Linked DNA regions of Mus musculus: all the other regions are linked to region 2. A link is a contact called in public promoter capture Hi-C data. All regions are on one chromosome and are shown on one strand. The core of a region is the stretch at or near the end of the contact, and the rest is flanking DNA. Distances in the headings are between cores, read along the strand shown. Region 1 holds the start of Kcna6 (potassium voltage-gated channel, shaker-related, subfamily, member 6). Region 2 holds the start of Ltbr (lymphotoxin B receptor). Region 3 holds the start of Kcna5 (potassium voltage-gated channel, shaker-related subfamily, member 5). Region 4 holds the start of D6Wsu163e (DNA segment, Chr 6, Wayne State University 163, expressed).

What was found. Promoter capture Hi-C pulls out the DNA fragments that hold promoters and counts their contacts.
Region 1: a contact with region 2 is called in a promoter capture Hi-C map of cranial neural crest. The contact joins the promoter of Kcna6 here to the promoter of Ltbr in region 2. A contact is called at or near these places in 1 of 39 promoter capture datasets (cranial neural crest) and 1 of 9 other capture datasets (embryonic stem cells).
Region 3: a contact with region 2 is called in a promoter capture Hi-C map of embryonic stem cells, with 4 times the contacts expected there. The contact joins the promoter of Kcna5 here to the promoter of Ltbr in region 2. A contact is called at or near these places in 3 of 39 promoter capture datasets (embryonic stem cells and hippocampal neurons).
Region 4: a promoter capture Hi-C map of embryonic stem cells shows a contact between it and region 2, with 3 times the contacts expected there. The contact joins the promoter of D6Wsu163e here to the promoter of Ltbr in region 2. A contact is called at or near these places in 2 of 39 promoter capture datasets (the 3T3-L1 cell line and embryonic stem cells) and 1 of 115 datasets of contacts at active chromatin or transcription factors (astrocytes).

The regions. Positions count from the first base shown.
Region 1 is chr6:126,739,006-126,743,301 of GRCm38.p6, forward strand. It overlaps Kcna6 (potassium voltage-gated channel, shaker-related, subfamily, member 6), which reads right to left and starts at 1,669. Exons shown (of 2, transcript NM_013568.6): 1 at 1-1,669. The coding sequence starts at 919. The region is part of intron 2 of Gm33581 (a long non-coding RNA gene); the gene reads left to right.
Region 2 is chr6:125,310,799-125,315,301 of GRCm38.p6, forward strand. It overlaps Ltbr (lymphotoxin B receptor), which reads right to left and starts at 3,087. Exons shown (of 10, transcript NM_010736.4): 1 at 2,792-3,087; 2 at 2,592-2,688; 3 at 2,196-2,321; 4 at 1,954-2,112; 5 at 1,472-1,568; 6 at 1,245-1,324. The coding sequence starts at 2,887. It also overlaps a transcript of Scnn1a not described here.
Region 3 is chr6:126,533,131-126,537,420 of GRCm38.p6, forward strand. It overlaps Kcna5 (potassium voltage-gated channel, shaker-related subfamily, member 5), which reads right to left and starts at 2,425. Exons shown (of 1, transcript NM_145983.2): 1 at 1-2,425. The coding sequence starts at 2,033. The coding sequence ends at 225.
Region 4 is chr6:126,938,466-126,942,743 of GRCm38.p6, forward strand. D6Wsu163e (DNA segment, Chr 6, Wayne State University 163, expressed) reads left to right here and starts at 1,501. Exons shown (of 14, transcript NM_138594.3): 1 at 1,501-1,561; 2 at 3,847-4,041. The coding sequence starts at 3,864. Rad51ap1 (RAD51 associated protein 1) reads right to left here and starts at 1,122. Exons shown (of 9, transcript NM_009013.4): 1 at 1,029-1,122. The coding sequence starts at 1,045.

The sequences.
Region 1 (4,296 bases), core at 419-2,918, 1.4 Mb after region 2:
AGGGGAAAATGGCCACCAAGTCAATGATGTTCATGATATTGCGAAAGAAGGCCGCCTTGCTGGGACAGGCAGAGAAGCGCACCAGGAGCTCAAACGTGAACCAGACGATACACAGAGTTTCCACCAAGAAGAAGGGGTCTGTGAAGAAAGAACCCCCGAGAGTACTAAGTGAAGATGTTCCTCCAGTCCCCAACCCCCCAGAGGGAATGCTACCAGGAAATGCATAGGAATCTTCATCCTCATCTTCTTCCTCGTGGCTCCTGGAGGCCGGAGACAAGCGGGTCCCACTACCCTCGTTGCTTCCACCGCGCCCATCTGCACGGAATTGAGGCAAGGTCTCCAGGCAAAAGATGACGATGGAGATGAGGATGACCAATACTGAGACGATGGCGATGCCTCGGGCGGGCCCGGAACTCTCCGGGTACTCAAAGAGAAGCCAGACCTGTCGCTGGAAAGGCTGGGAGGGGAGTGGTTTCTCATCCTCGCCACCTTCGGGCAGGCAACCCTCATCCTCCCGGAAGGCCGCCAGGGCTTCCTCTCCCAACTGATAGAAGCGGATCTCTTCCATAAAAATGTCCAGGGGCACATTAACAGGCCTGCGCAGGCGACCTCCAGATTGATAGTAATAAAGGATAGCGTCGAAGCTGGGTCGGTTGCGGTCAAAGAAGTACTCGTTCCTCAAGGGGTCAAAGAAACGGACTCTGCGGCCAGGGTCTCCTAGCAGCGTGTCAGGGAACAGCGACAGGGTGCGCAGCTGCGTCTCGAAGCGCAGCCCGGAGATGTTGATCACCAACCTCTCACTACTACAGCAGCCGCCGCCGCCCTCGGCCTCCTGGAACTCACCCGCATCCTGTTGCTCCCCCTCCGGCCCACGGACCTCCCCCGGCGCCGCCAGCGTCAGGGATTTCTCCGATCTCATGTCACCTCGGCGGTGCGCTCCCCGCCACTAGGACGGCGCCCACGACACGAGCTCCAGAGAGCGGCACCCGCTTCACAGCTTCGGCTGTGCCCTCCTTTAGGGTGGGGCCCGTGCTCTGACCTGGCGGTTAGGTCGGTGAGCCCTGCAGCTGGTCCCTCTGCCAGGCTAGGTCTGGGAAGTGGCTCTGGCTCTCAATAGCCGCGCCTCCGTGCTCAGGATTTCTGAGATGCCTGGAACCCGCAAACTGTCGCGCGCGTGAAACTGGCTGCCCGAAAAGACGCGTGGCTTAGCTCTCGATGGTGCCTAAAACTGGGCTCAGGACCCACAGGTCCGCCCTCCAGACCTGCTGGCTCTCACCAGGTCCTACTGCGCTTCTCCAGCTGCACACGACTCTGGGTTGCCGCTGGTACCTAAGCGCCAGATGCGCCTCCCTCTGGCTCACCAAAGACTCCTGCCCGGGCTCGGCCTCCGCCTCCGCCCTACGTCCACCACCGAACTAGGTCTGGCCAAGGTCGCGATTGCAGCCGCCACCTTCTTCCCCAGGAGCTAGCTGTTCTAGAGGCCTCGGAATCGCCCTGGGCCTTCCCGGGCGCCGAAGCGCGGAGACCCACCTCCCCACCGCTTCAAGCCTTGCCTGCACCCGCAGCAGCCCCAGCAGCAGCAACAGCAGCAGCAGCAGCAGCAGCAGCAGCAACAGCAGCAGCAGGCTCAGCTCTCAGCTCTGCCCTTCCTCCTTAACACACTCTCCAAGTGACGTGGCAGGCCCCGCCTGCTGCCCACCCCACTCTCACATCACACCCCTTACCCAGTCAGGGGCTGCAGCAAGCCTGGATGCTGGGGAGAGATGTGTATACTTGCCTCCCCAGTAATCTTTCCCGCGCTCTCCTGGCATGCCTCTTGCTTTCTCACATTCACACGCACGCCCCCACCCCCACCCCAACCAAGCCGCAGTATCCTAATAACACACCCACTCCATCTCTCCATAGTCATCTCTTCTCGTTTCTGTTCACCGAGCTGACCTGCTCAGTGTATTTCAGCAAAAAGAAATCACATACGCTGGCCCACAACACACCCCTGCCCAATAAGCTATACACAGCACCTGACCCCTCCACAGCTATTTACTTGGGGGGGTCGGGGGGGGACAGGAGAGGGAAAAATCCATGTTTTTTATATCCATGAAGACATGTTTGCCATTTTCAACCTCTCCTGGGGGGGGGGGGAAGATGAAGTATTTTTAAATGTCTTGAGAGCTTTCCATTTAGGCTGTGTCCCAATGTTAATTCCCCATCAGACTCTCACTTTTGCAACCTGGAAAGGCAAGGCTGCAGCTCTCTTTCAAGGCGCAGTGATAGTAAGAGGGGAGGAAAAGCCTGCCCGTGCCCAGTGCTCTCATGGAGTCCTGAAGACGTCCACCATCATCTCCATGAAAAAGCACCAGAAGACTATGATATTGAAGAAACACTATATACAAGGAATAGCAGCCAAGAATCTTTGCTTCACGCCTCCTTTGGAGAAAAAAAGAAGAAAAGAAAAAAGTAAATAAAAAGATTCTGCAATTTATACTTATCTGTGTCAAGAAAAGGGAGGAAAGGAAAAACAAAAAGGAGGTAGTCAAAGTGTCAATAAACAATGTAGCTATGTGTGATGAGCATCTAATAAACACATTTTAGTTGCTTTACCAGAAAGATGGCCTCCCCTTCTAGGCCATAGAGTCTCATTTGGTAGGATTTGAATGGGACAAACTACTCTGCCTCTCTTAGAATGCCAAAAAGATTTTCCATCCATTCTCCCAAAGGCTTCCTCCCTAGATCACGTGGATGAAGTCGCTGGATGGTGCACCTGGTTTCAGACTACCAGGTAGCTTGCTCTTGACTTGCCGTGGCCACAGTTGATTGGCTGGCAACGGCCAGTGTTTCTTCATAAGAAAGAGCGTCCGTAGGATAAGGACAGTAATGGCACATAAGATTCTCTCAAGCCATGAGATGCATGTATGGGTTTTTAGCCATACGATCTAGACAGACTGTTTTTAAACCACAGCAGTTTTCACAGCAGGTGCTCCCAGAGGGATGAGGCAGGGGAGGAAACCAGAGTTCTTGGACCTGTAGGGAGGAAATCGAGTGGAGATGATGCTGACTTCATCACACATGGAAGCTTGGGCTCCCGCCTGTCCCTCCCCAGGTCTCCTAGCCTCAACCTCTGCCTCTCTTATGTTTGACTTGGTTTCCATTCCTTCCCCTCGCATGCACAGTTCAGTGAAGGGTGAGAGAGCAAGTCTGCTGCATTTACCCAGTCGATAGTTTTCCCATTTGCAGGCTATGTAATTAAGCAATTTAGACATCACACAAAAGTTACTCCACTCAAAGGAAAAAATAAAATAAAGCAACAACAAGCACAGTATAGAAGACACACTCTCACCCTGTCCTGTGCTCCACGAGGATTTCCTGGGTTGCAAATTGACTTGCTCCTGATTCTTTGAGGTTTGTTTTTTGAGGTTTATCGTGACTTATTCATTTGCATGTCTGTTGTCTTCATAGCCCCTCTTCCAGAAATGGGATGTTGATGAGGTCCGTATTGAAGCAAAATATGAGAAGAAATTGCATTCTTCTAGAAGATGGACCGGGCTTTAGCATGACTGCAGATACCCATTTGAATACTCCTGTTAAACTGGCTGTCACTCTCTGCCATTCCACAGGCAGATTTGTGGTTACCTTCAAGTCAGACGGAAGGCTGAGCCCCTAGAAAGGTTTCATTTTACGCTGGGAAGTTCCCTTGGGAGGTAGAAGCCATTAGCAAATTCATGAATCAGACTTCTGTTTTTAGTTCTTTTGTGAGACAGACTCATTCCCTGTGCCTAGATAGTTCCTCCTAAGTATATATTAAGGATGGATTTTAAAAGAATCACACCTTCAGAAGTGCCAGCTCCCTGAAGAGGAAAGGCACAAGCCCCACCTCCTTCTGCAGACACTTTGTTGCTCCTTCCAGTGACAGGTGACTGTGATTTGATTCTTCCTCCTCCATCTCCTGGGCTCTAATTTCATTTCAGCACAGACCATTTGTTTATTGTCTCTAAAATTAGACATTTGCGATGACCACCAAGGTTGGTCATTTCTTTAATTCGTCATTAACTGAGCAGCTACTTGGTGGCCACCATAGTGTTGGGGCTAAACAGTTAACAGGGAATACATTCCATTCTAGGCAGGAATTCTTTTTTTTTAAGATTTATTTATTTATTATATGTGAGTACACTGTAGCCATCTTCAGACACCCTAGAAGAGGGAGTCAGATCTCATTACGGGTGGTTGTGAGCCACCATGTGGTTGCTGGGATTTGAACTCAGGACCTTTGGAAGAGCAGTCAGTGCTCTTAACCACTGAGCT
Region 2 (4,503 bases), core at 1,837-4,336:
TAAGAGTGGAAATGTTCTATGTTCAGTGGGGGAATTTTAGCTGAATTTTCATTCATTCCCTCTTTCTCTCCTCCTTCTCTCAGAGACAGGGTCTTATGCAGCCCAGCCTGGGTCCTGGCTACACCTCCCAAATGTAGGGGTGACAGGCGTGTGCTTCCACAACTGGTGTGAAGGCTTAGGACATTTTATAGCTTGTGTACCTTATAAATGAGCCCCAAGTAAGGAAGACCTAGATATAGACAGTAATAACGTGATTTACACACACACACATACAGACACACACACACACACACACACATACACAAACACACACACATATACACACATACATACACACACATACACACACACATACATACACACACACACACACACACACACACACACACACACACACGTGATCTCCAGCAAGTCATTTAACATCTCAGCTTTCTCCCCCCATCAGTGAGAATGAATAATCCCAGTTTATAGAATCATTAGGCAGCTTAAGTGGAATCACTGAGAGGTTCAGAGTTGTTCTCAGGATGTGGAAGCTATAATTACAAAAGTCTGGTCACTCAAAAATGTTACTACATTCTGCCAATTAGTAGCGATTAGAGTCATCAGAAGAACTTATAGTCAACCACCAGGCTGGGAAACTAGTGGGTTTCCTCGAAGACAGAAACCAAGAAACAAGAAAACCTAGAAAGAGCCCAGTGGGGGAGCATGTCTCCAACAGATGTGTGTAAGTGAACAACGAGGTATTCAATTAGTGAAGGAAGGCTATGACGGAATCGCATCCAAGCATAGTGATGAAGCCGGTTAGAATTACGTCACAGCACAGGAATGTTTCCTGGCATAATATGTATAATTTTGAAAGTGTAAGAAAAGAGTCTAGGGATGTTCTAATCTCCAGGCCCTCTATGGAGACAGGCTCACTCTGTAGCCAAGGCTAGCCTCAAACTCTTGATTCTTCTGCCGCAGCCTTTCAAGCGCTGGGGATTACAAGGGTGCACCACCACACCTGCCTTTCCAAGTTTTCGTTTTTTTTCTTTTGGTCCAAACTCAGGGTCTTATGTATCCCAAGCAAGCGTTCTAACCATGGAACTACACGCTACCTCCTTCTGATTTCTTCAGAAGAAATGTTTCTGACTTTGTCTAACCCTGGGAAGAAAGATGCACTGTTCCCTGTTTCTGTGGATGAGGGGGGCTGAGGCATCTTCCCAGACCGACCCTGCCTTGTGTTCCTCAGCCCGGTGTCTTACCTGGCTCTGGGGGATTTTTACAGATGGTATCCGAGTAGGAGGTACCTGGAGCTGCCTCCACCAGGCCCTGGATCTCACATCTGTGGAGAAACAAGACTGTGAGCTTCTCCCTGCTCCCCTTGGTGACTGGCTCCAGGAACACATGGTCGGGATGGCCGGAAGTCAAGGATGGAGGAGATGACAACCCTTGGGTTTCCTGGAGGTGAGTGGGGGAAGGGCCCTCTCACCTGGTATGGGGTTGACAGCGGGCTCGAGGGGAGGAAGTGTTCTGGAAGTGTCCCGGCTTACAGGGGACACAGTTGACGTCAGTATCCATAATTTCATCTGGCAAAAGAAAGGCAGGCCAGTGGGGGTGAGTGGGTAAGTGTGAGGACTCGGTGGCCTTCCTTTACGTCCCCTCTTTGCCAACCATTCTGCTCTGTAGTTGCTACCTTTCCCAAGCTTGGCTTTGCAGCCTGCCGTTTTGCCCAAGCTTCCCCAGGGCTGACAGGAGGGAGCTACCTTCTAAGCTCCTCATACCAGTTCATGTCTTGGCAGACCCCCTCCTGTGAGCCTTTTTCAAGGACTGATAGATTCTTTATGGTTCTCCCAGTGGGCAGAGGTACCACACTCACAGTACCAGTGGGGAGAAGCACCATGCGCACAGTATCACGTTCCTTGCCCTTGATGCCCAGCCTCCCTTTACTGGCTGCCCTCAGTGACCTCTGACCTGTGACCTCGGCTTCTGTGCCAGGCTGGCAGAGTACAAGCCGCTCCTCCTCACAGTGCACACACTCATTGTCCAGATACACACAGGACATCCCCGGCTGACAGCGGCACTCGGCTTTCCGATCGCTGGTGCAAGGGGCAACCTCCTCAAAGCCCAGCACTGTCAGGGAGAGGGAAGAGTCAGAGAGGAGCTGGCCCTCCCAGTCGTACCCATCATGCAGATCCAGATGAGTCCCCACTTACCAATGTCACAGGGGCGGCACAGCTGGCAGGTGGAGAGATGGTTCCAGTGTTCATTATAGGAATTATGGGGGCAAGTCTTGCAAACCGTGTCTTGGCTGCGGCTGCATACCGCAAAGACAAACTCGCCTATGAGGCGAATGGGGAAAGAGGGTTATCAGGAGACAAGAAGTCCATCTCTGCGTCCGCTGCCTCTGCTTGCTGCATGCCTCGGAGCCTCTCCTTGGTCTCTTTGTCCCCATCCTGTCTTCATGGCTACATGCCGCTACCTCTTCAAATCTCAGTGTCCGTGGGACAATGCTAATGCTTCGTAGACTCTCCTTCCTGGCTAGTTTTAGCAGTGCTGGCTCATTCTGGCTCACCTCTACCACCCAAGCCACTTGGAGCCACTGTTCTCACCTGGGGGACAGCGGGAGCAGCAGACGTCGTGCATGGGCTCGTAGTATTCCTTGTCCTGGTCCCAGCAAGTCTGGTTTTCTATGCGATAAGGGGGCACCTTCCAGAGGAGGCGGAGAAAGAGAAGAATGAGGCAGGGTCAGCTCTGGAGGGCAGAAGGGCTAGAGAGAAACCTGGTCCATCCCACCTAGCCCCTCCCTCACCAGCTGGGGCTGAGAGGCCACCAGAAGCCCGCTGAGTCCCAGCAGGAGTGGCCCCCAGGCCAGGCCGCAGGGAGAGGAGGCCCGGGGCAGGCGCATGGCGGCCTTTCGGCTCGGCTGACCAGACCGGGTGGAGTCCTAGGAGGAAGGTGGGAAGCCCGGACGTCCTGAGCAGCGTTGGCCACGACTTCCCAAGCCTGGCGGCTGGGCCGACGTGCCCCCGGGGGCCGGGAGCGGCCGGGCCTGGCCTCCAGGGCTCCAGCGCCGGGCTCAGGAAGTGGGAGTGGAGCGAGCCGGCCGGGGGCGGGGGCAGGGAGCCCTGGGAGCAGAGGCCGGCCTGTCGCAATCGCGACGGGGGGGGGGAAGAGGAACAGGCTTGGCCGCCTCGACGCAGGGCGGGAGGGGGTGGCCGGGAAAGCACGTGAGAGCTGCAGGCCCGGAACCCGGCCTCCACCTTTCTTCGGAAGCCTGGCTCTCAGAGGGGATTGCGGATTAGGATCGCTTGCTGGCCGAAAGGGGGGCAGCAGAGACAGTGGCTAGCCATCAGTCAGGCCCACCTCCGAGAGCCCGAGGCAGAGCTGACTTGGTTGACCTGCCGTGGACGTTGAGGCAGAGAGCTGTGGACAGCTGGGTGTCAGATTTGCAAAGAGGAGGCGCCAGGGATTGACAGTGCACCCAGCCAGGATACCCAGAGGTGGTTAGCAGATGCAGCCAGCGTCTGGCCAGGCATCCCACTTGGCAGAGACTGAGGGCCTGCTCCACTCTGTGACTTTTTAAAAAGAAGCTTCCACAGTAACAAGCCCACCCACGCCACACACCAGGGCGCACACCACAAGACACTGGAGAGAGTTCAGCTGGCCCTGAATCTGTCCTCTCCTCTGGGACCTCTCTCACGGAAGGGTGGGCGTGTGTAAACCCAGGTCCTGGTGAGTGGGGGCTTCTGGGCTGGGGCTGGGTAGCCTAGTTCCAGCGTGTGTGCACATAAGCCTATAACTCTCTTAAACCGAGGGACCTGAGAGCCCAGCCAGTGTAGGTACCTTACTTTCTAGAGAAGACCTGCCCAGGGTGCCAGGCAGCGGTGCACAGGGTTCCAAGATCGTTAAGCCTGGTGGGCCTTTTCTTCCTGCCATTAATAGCCCAGAGCTGCTGGAAGTATGTGACACCCCTTTTTCCCACGTCTACTGATTCCCAACCCCCCCCCCCAGCCCCCTTCACACACACACCCCTCTAAATTTCTATTAAGAAAACAGCCATGGAGCCCCCAAGGAACCCTAATGTCTGCCCTGTGCTCCTTACTAGGCTATTGGCTGGCCCGTGGCCTGGTTTGGCTATTTAGTCTAGGCTCACGGAGTCTAGCATGATCTGGCTTATGCCACTGGCCAGGTACATATTCGTTGTGTAAATGAAGGCTGTCCACACCGCTTAGCCACTCTGGAAGAACTTAACTGCAGTCCAGATCTGATTTTCAGATCCCAGCCCATGGCAACATCTGTCCTGCCTCCCTTGTGACTCGGGGGTGGGGGGTGGGGTTGGACTCTCATTTGGAATGAGGGAAAGCCTTCTCTTGCAATAGCTCACCTGAGAACTGACCTTTTCCATGGTGGATCAGATATCCAGACAGGCTTTCGGTGGAGCCTCGAAATGCTGGCAAGGGATTGAGTTTTAGAGAAGACCTGGGGAGAGGGGGGAACAGAGCGGGGCGGGGTGGGGGGGAA
Region 3 (4,290 bases), core at 1,175-3,674, 1.2 Mb after region 2:
AATGCGATACTTTTTAAAAATAGGTGACCCTTGGTGTTATGGAAAGGGGGGGGGATGGGGAAGTTAGAGGGCAGGAGGGTGGGAAGGGTAAACGGGGAAAGACAGGATCCGGACTTTGATGGGTGACCAGGTGGGCTTAAATACTCTATGGTGTAAAGCAGATAAGCAAGCTCAAGAGGAACCGGTTCCCAGCTCTGCTGTTGCAAGTCTGCCTTGATCTCTCTTTACAAATCTGTTTCCCGGCTAGTGTCCAGACAGAGGGCATACAGAGACCTTCGCAGGTCCACGTTGCTCTTGGCCTTTAGGTGACACTTTTCTAGAGGACAGCTACCCCTTCTGATACTGTCAGTACTCTCCAGGGGTCCCCCAGTCTTGCAGAAGGAGGCCTTGCTGCAGCTGACCTTCCGTTGACCTCCTGTGTCCAGCCCAGACTCCCGCCTCTGGATGCCTTGCTCTTCCTTCAGGGCAGCCTGCTCCTCGTGGTCTGTCTCCCGATGATAGAAGTAATTAAAATTGGAGACGATGACGGGCACAGGCAGAGCAATGGTGAGGACCCCAGCTATGGCGCACAGTGAGCCCACAATCTTGCCCCCTACAGTGATGGGCCTCATGTCCCCGTAGCCTACAGTGGTCATAGTGACTACTGCCCACCAGAATGCATCCGGGATACTGGAGAAGTGCGACCCCTGATTGTCTGCCTCTGCGAAGTAGACAGCGCTGGAGAAGAGGATGACTCCGATGAAGAGGAAGAAGATGAGCAGCCCGAGCTCCCGCATGGACGCCTGTAAGGTCTTACCCAGGATCTGCAGTCCCTTGGAGTGGCGGGAGAGCTTGAAGATTCGGAACACCCGGACCAGGCGGATCACCCTGAGGATGGCTAGGGACATGGCCTGCTGCCCATTCTGACCACCACCCCCTGGTTGTTGCTCTGCCAGCTCGGTGCCCAGGGTGATAAAGTAGGGGAAGATGGCCACAATATCAATGATGTTCATAATATTCCGAGAGAATTCTGCCTTGCTGGGGCAAGCAAAGAAACGCACAAGCAGCTCAAAAGTGAACCAGATCACACATGTGGTCTCCACGATGAAGAATGGGTCAGCCAGTGTCCTAGGCAGGAGCGGAGCCACTGTGGGGCCAGAGGAAAGGACACCAGAGCCACTGCCATTTGCCCCTGGGGCAGGGGCTGGGGGCTGCGGCGGCACTGGGGGGTGGCGTAACAGCTCCCGTTCATCCCTGAACTCAGGCAGAGTCTCCAAGCAGAAGGTGATGATAGAGATGAGAATGACCAAGACCGACACGATGGCAATGGCTCTTGCTGACCCAGAGCTTTCTGGGTATTCGAAGATAAGCCACACCTGGCGCTGGAACTCATTGCGGGGCAGGGGCTTCTCCTCTTCCTTGATGAAGCCTTCATCCTCCCGGAAGCGCTCCATGGCCTCGTCCCCCAGCTGGTAAAAGCGGATCTCATCTGCAAACACATCCAGGGAGACATTGACCGGCCTGCGCAGGCGGCCCCCAGACTGGTAGTAGTACAAAATGCCATCGAAGCTAGGCCGGTTGCGGTCGAAGAAGTACTCATTTCTCAAGGGATCGAAGTAGCGCAGGCGTTTGACTGGGTCCCCCAGGAGGGTGTTGGGAAACTGCGCCAGGGTGCCCAGCTGCGTCTCAAAGCGCAAACCCGAGATGTTTATGAGGACCCGCTGGTGATGGAGTGATCCTGAGTCCTGAGGAGCCTGGTCCTCCTCCACTGTGCCCAGGCCAGGGTCGCCTTCTCCCTCCTCATCCTCAGCAGATGGCCTTCTAGGCTGTGGCAGCTCCTGAGGCATAGGGGGCAAAGGCCTCCCACCCTGGCCCGCATCCTCGTGTGTGGCGCGCCTCCTCGGTGATGTTTCTTTGGACTGATTATTGAGTCCAGCCGTCGGAGGGCACCCACACTCTCCCCTGGGGCTCTGCACACAGCTTGCCCCTGCCTCCCCTCCTCCTCTGAGGGTCATGGCACTGCCGTTCTCCATGGGCACCAGGGAGATCTCCATGGCCCGGGGGCAAGGGGCATGCTGCGCCCCCAGACAACCGGTTCCCACACCCCAACTCACGCTCCGCGCCTCGCGGTTTCCTCTTCAGCCGAGGGCCCCCGCTGGCTCTAGGCTGGCTGGGGTAGCTGGCTGGATCCCCTTGGCTGGTCCTGACGTCAAGAAGCTGCTGCCCCTGCTCCCTGCCTCTCTCTCTCCCTCTCAGTGTTCTGGCAGCTGGTTACCAGGCAGCAGAAAAACCTCCTTCCAGCAGATGCAACCTCCAGCAGCCCCTCTCTGGCTGAGCTCCCCGGCCTCCGCCCTCTGTGGCTCCCTCCTCTCCTCCTCCCCCTCCTGTTTCTCCTCTGGGGACGGAGTCAGAGAGTGTCTCTCTGGAGGGTTCAGCTGGGGCCCCAGCAGCAAGGACAGGAAGGGGAGGAGGAAAAGAGCCTGAGGAGCGAGGAACAGGTTGTACCAGGAGCGCTGAAAACTCCCAGGGCAACAGGATGAGAATAGCTTCAGGATCTCAGATCACCTGGGAATGCACAGAAAGCGGAAAGGGGACTCCAGGGGGTGGGAACTGCTTTAGATGCAAGGGGAAGGCTTGTAGCTGAGTTCCAGTGAGTGGAGAAGAGAGTGCTCTGGGTGTTTTTCTTTTAGAGCAGTGCTTCTCAACCTTGCTAATGCTGCTGCAACCTTTAACACTGTTCCTCATGTTGTGGTGAACCCCACAACGGTAAATTTATTTTTGTTGCTACTTCATAACTGTGATTTTACTATTGTTATCATAACATAAATGGAATTTGTTACTGAAGTGTAATGTAAATATTATTGGAAATAGAGGTTTGCCAAAAGGATTGTGAACCACAGGTTGCAAAACCAATGCTTTATAGATTAACAGCCTCTCTCTTTGGGAAAAATGACACTGCAGGGGAGCAGCGAGCTGTGTGTGTGTGTGTGTGTGTGTGTGTGTGTGTGTGTGTGTGTGTGTACTCTGGAACTCTTCCAGTCTATCTACAGATCCATTGGAAGGTATGAGACTGAGACCTCACAGCACCCCCTTAAGCCTGCTTTTCATCATCCAGACATTGGTGATTTGATCTGCTAGTATGGAGCCAGGAGGAGTCTCAACTGAGAGAGAAGCTGTCTGGTCTCCTGCCTCTGCATTCTTCGCCATCCCTCCAGCCTCCTCACCTAATCCTCTTTTTGTAAAATGCACAGTGAGAAAAGAGAATAAATCCTGGTGGAGAATAATTGTGCACGGGAAAGCTCTAAGCTAGCGACTGCATAGAAACCTGTGTAAAGAGGAGGCAGAGGGACTTATTTATTGCTAGTATGTCCAGATCATTCTGGACTTGTGTGTTTTTGCATCAGCTTACTTTGTAAGTACTAGGACTACCTTCAACATACAAAGAAACTCAGGCACAGATAGATTGACTACATTGTATATGGAGGCCACAGAACTTGACTACATTGTATATGGAGGCCACAGAACTAGAAAGTATCAACGCTGCAATTCAAACCCAAGTTGCTGGGTTTAGGGAGCTCGCTTCTTTCTCCCCTCCCCACATCTGGCCTGAGGCCCTTCTTCCATTGCAGGAGGCAGAAGAATGAGTAAGATAAAGATTGGGTTCTAGGCTGGGATGCCAGGGTCCCTCTCTACACTCTGCCCTTGTCTTTAGTCTCTGAGGCTGTTGTGGTCTCCAAAAGCCAAGGGGAGGATTTTTCAAGGTCTGTCAGCCAATTCTAGATACAGCTTCCTCCAGATGTTTTTTGTTTTTACATTGCTGGAAAGTTGCTGTAATTCAGAGTGTCTGATTATATTGTCTATTTTCTTTTCCTGCATATTGTTTGAGATTCTACTCCAGGGATGTCACCACCTATTGTCTGTGAATGAGTCTACAAATACAGGTGCTTTGGAAACTTGAGGCAAAGTTTGTTGAAACAGCAAAGGCCACACAAACTTGCGTTGCCTCTGGAAATGCAGAGGATGTGACTTCATTAGTGGATTTGTACAAGAAGGTTGCTGGGAAGTGGGTGTGTGCAGACATTTGGCTGCATGTGACTTCATGTAAATGGTGTTAGCAGAGATGCAAGGATGAGGATTGAGTGTGGATGTGACAGGTGACATGAGGGGGTGTCAGCAGCCAGCGTTACGACATTGCACTCGCCACTCCACAGTGCCATGGTTTATTAATTCTTCATTTACTAAGGAGTTGAGGATCTAACCTAGGACCTGATACATACTAGGCAAGTTTTCCACTACTGCCTAAAACCTGCA
Region 4 (4,278 bases), core at 251-2,750, 1.6 Mb after region 2:
TAAAAGTGAAATGAGAATATCTCAGGCCCTCCACCACTGAAACTACAGATTTCCCATTTGTCTCAAATAAAATTCAAACTCCTAAGACCTACAAGCTGCTTTAGATAGATTTAGATAGATTACAACTGCTTTGTAATCTATCTGACTCAGTCCTCAATCCATCCACATGCTTGTTCATCCCACACCTTCAATCTGCTTCTCAAACATGGTGAACCTTGGGCTTTGGCTCCTATTTCATGTGAATGCCCCTTACATTTTACCTAGGTAACGCGTTCATATGATTTAAAGTAAGGCTTTTCTCCTTCCTCCTATGTTACATTGTGGTGTTTATTTTGTTACTCCCCCTTATCTCTCCCCACCCCTCTTCCAATAGAGTGTAGCCTCCAGCTCTTAGTACAATACAGGCCTAGGAGAATTCACTAAGTTTATTGTTGTTTGGTTTTGCAGGACTGGGGTTTGAAGCTGGGGGCCTCTCATCTGCTAGGCAATCACTGGACCACTGGGCCATAGTCTCAGCTATATTCAGTCATTCTACTAAATGGATGGCCAGCCTGGCATCCCGGTTGTGATCACAGAGAGATTCCAACAGTCTAAAGGAAAGCAGATAGGAACTGGGGGTCATGTGACAGGGCACCACGGCTTGAGCTGGAAGTTAAATGGGCCTCTCTGCCTAGGGATTTGAGGGAATAGGCACACCTGCTTTTTCTGTATCGCTCAACGTATGACAGCCACTTAACGCGGTCGCTCGCTGTCGCGTTAAGCGCGACTCAAATGCTAGCCTACCAGGTCCCTCTGGAGTGGGGTGACTCAGGGGCGACAGCTGCAGAAGGAGGCCGAGGGGCGGCAAGCGAGATGCCAGGCGGGCTCCTCTGAGCAGCGGGTGGCTCTCACCGGAGACTGGCGACGAGCACCCACCCAATCGCGCTGCCCTCTGTCGGATCTCGTCCTCTCCCGCAACCATGCATGACAGTGGCCCCCATCGTCCCCGTCCTTCCTCTCTGCCCCGCGGGACGTCACCAACCACTCACCTGATAGGACGCACCATGGTGCCCTGCCTAGAGCAGCAGTGCTCTGGAGCTGGGGAGCAGCTGTGGCGGTTTCAATTCCCGCCGAAAACCAGACGTCGCGCTCCACGCCCCGCTGCGCCAGCCCGCCAATCACCGCTCGCCTGCCTGAGGCGGCGCCTGCGTGCTGAAGAGAGGGCGCCTGCGCACACACACCGTGGCCCGGGCACGCCATCCTGGATCCTGTCTGCTCAGACTTAGCTTTTGTTTTGATACTGCACTTTCGTCACAATTGCGATTTGGTACCGAGTCTAAAATACAATATAAAAATAGCGACACGCCTCCAATATTTAGAATGACTAACTTAAAAATAACTGGAACAAAGGGGGTCTTGGATAGGCGTTTTCCTTGGCGCTTGAGGAAAGAGAAACATGAGTTCCGAATCTGCCAAAGTGGATCTATTGGAGGTTAAAAAAAAAAAAGCAAGAAGTCAGCTGACTTATTTGGGCAGTTCTGCGTTGACAGCTCCAAGTGTGCTTTGGTGTCTGATGAGAGAGGTGAGTTCGAGCCCACAGCGAAGAAGCCCCTTCAGTGTGGAGGACCCAATGACGGTATCTGGTACAGACTTAAAGAACAGAAGGAGTCTTCTAAGGGCCATCTAAAGTGCTGGAGTGCAGCTTGCCATTGCCAGTTCAGTGTTTGTGGTCAACTAGGCTTGTCGTTTTGCATGTTGCTCTGACAGGGTGTAGGCACACCCAGAGAATTCGGAGACGTAAACTGGATTACGATGAATTGTATCCTGAGAGCAACAGACCACAGGAACAAAGAGTAACATGAAAACGTGTGTTTTTATTGGTTTTGTTCTGTTTCATGTTACAATGTATTCTAATTACTGTCTCACCTTATGTCGCACCTGTCCCTACTAACTTGCCCATCCCTCTAATCTCTGCATTTCCACCAGTCCCCTTTCTAGATTCATGTCGTTGGGTTTTTTTTGTTTTGGTTTGGTTTTGTTTGTTTTTGTGACCCTATATCTTAATTAGACCAGACTATTGAATTGCGACTACTCATTGGAGCCTGGTGGGGGCACCCGTGGGCACACAACTGAAAAATAACTTCCCTTTTCCTGAATCTGCCCATAGAAAACAGTTCCTTAATGACACATGGGTCATTCTGAGTCGTCTTCTCTCTTCCCTCTGCTGCTGCTGAGGCTAATCTTATGCAGACCTCTGACACTGCAGTGAGTTTACTGCTGTAATGGCAGCGTCTTGTCAGAAGGTGGCATTTTGTCTTCCTCTCTATGATCTGGTTCCTCTATTTTTCCACTTCCTATTCTGCAGTGTTCCTTGAACCTTCACAGAGGTGGTATAAATGCCTTGTTTAGGGCCGAGTCCCCATCCATCACATGTTCTCACCTTGTGGCACCTGGAGTCTGTACATTCATTATAGTTCACTGGAAAGAGACAATTCTCTGATTAAGTCTGGGAGTAGCACTTGTCGTGGGTATAGACATGGTGGTTTGACAGTGTCCATTTAACTGAACAACAGTATTTATGTTCCCCCCCAGGGCCCATCATCTTCCCTGCTATGGGTTTCCAACAGGAATCATAGTGCCAGGCAGGGGTATGCTCCTATAGAGCTGACCTCAAATCCAGTCAGAGCAAATTGGATACCCTCATAATGGTACCCTAGTGCCCAGATGAGCATGTCTTGCCTGGCAGGTTAGTAGAGTTCATAGAGTCCACAGCTGGGTTGGACCAGTAATGAAATTTCTCTTATAGCAGCCTCCTTAGTATCTTCAAGGACCATAAAAGATAGCCAGCAAAGAGGAAGCTTCCAGCAGAGTTCCAGCTTGGCTTTTTTATATCATCAATTGAGCTGTGCAGTGTCTTTAACAACAGAGTTTATCATCTAGTTTTTATGGACGACCAAGAACAATGACAACAATCTCTACTGTCCTGGGAGTTCATATATATATATATATATATATATATATATATATATATATATATAAATGCATACATATATATGTACATATATGTGTGTATACATAGACTGATGGCTAGCTCTTTAAGGGACCTCGACTCCTACTGTCTTTACTGCATTTTCTTTTCTCTGAGTAGTGTTCAGTGTGCCTTGGGCAGCATCCTGTGTGGTCTGTTCTGTGCCCGTGCTTCCTACTTGGAGATCTTTCTTGTGTTCCCATATCCTTTTTCTGATACATCTCCTGACCTTCAACATCAAACATCTTCAAGCTACCACTGGGTCTCCGTTGTGTTTGGCCACTTGTATGAGTTCCGTAAGCTAGCTGTACACTTACAGACCCCCAACCCGTCCCTCCTCCAGCATTTCCTCTTGCCCCCCCCCCACTCTGTACCTTCCCTTGTATTAACTACTTGTTATTCTTCCCTAGGAGTAAAAGTACTTCTTGAGCATATTGTTTGCTCTGAAATTAACTTTAAAATAACTTTTCATTTTAAAAAAAAAGGAAGAAGCAGCATTTGGTTTTTGTCACGAAGATGAATGTGCAGGAATAAGCAGGAAACACTATAATAGACTGGTTGTGGTGGTGCACACCTTTAATATCAGCACTTAGGGTGGGGTGTGCTGAGACAGGAGAATCAAATGTCTGACATCATCCTAGGATACGTAGTCCTAAGTCACCCCAAGATGCACAGTGAGACATCCTCTCTAATAAAATGGAAGGAAAATGAAGACTGGAGTCGTTGGTTCAGCATCGCATGGGGGCGGGGTGGGGTGGGGTACAGTCTCTGAGGGATGGGCTGTGTTTTAGAGGTGTCCTGTGGCCGTTTGACTCATGGTTCTTTGGCTCATCCTACAGAAACCCTGCTGAAGAATATGAAGAAAAACCGAGAAAGGTTCTGCAACAAGGAAAGGGAATTTGTGTACAAGTTCCAGGTAGGACGTGAGCGCTTAGAGCTGAGAGTGCCCCTCAGGTTTCCTGTGGAGGAGAATGCCAGTCATCTGCATGGACGTCTGATGCTGCTGCACAGCTTGCCTTGCTTCATAGAGAGTGGTGAGGACGGACCTCCTTTTGTTTCTCCATAGTCTCTATTGTTAGATGTTTCTTGGTAGAGCACAGATTTTTGAACTTGGGATGTGACCCATGAGTCTGCACAACTGAGTGAGTGTCGGGCTCATGATGAACATGTCAACCTGAAGAGGTTTTCAGCACAAGTGACCAAATGTTAATTCAAAGCCAGCAGTATGGTGGATTGAAGGAGCTCAAAGCTTGCTTTGCACCGCCCATGCC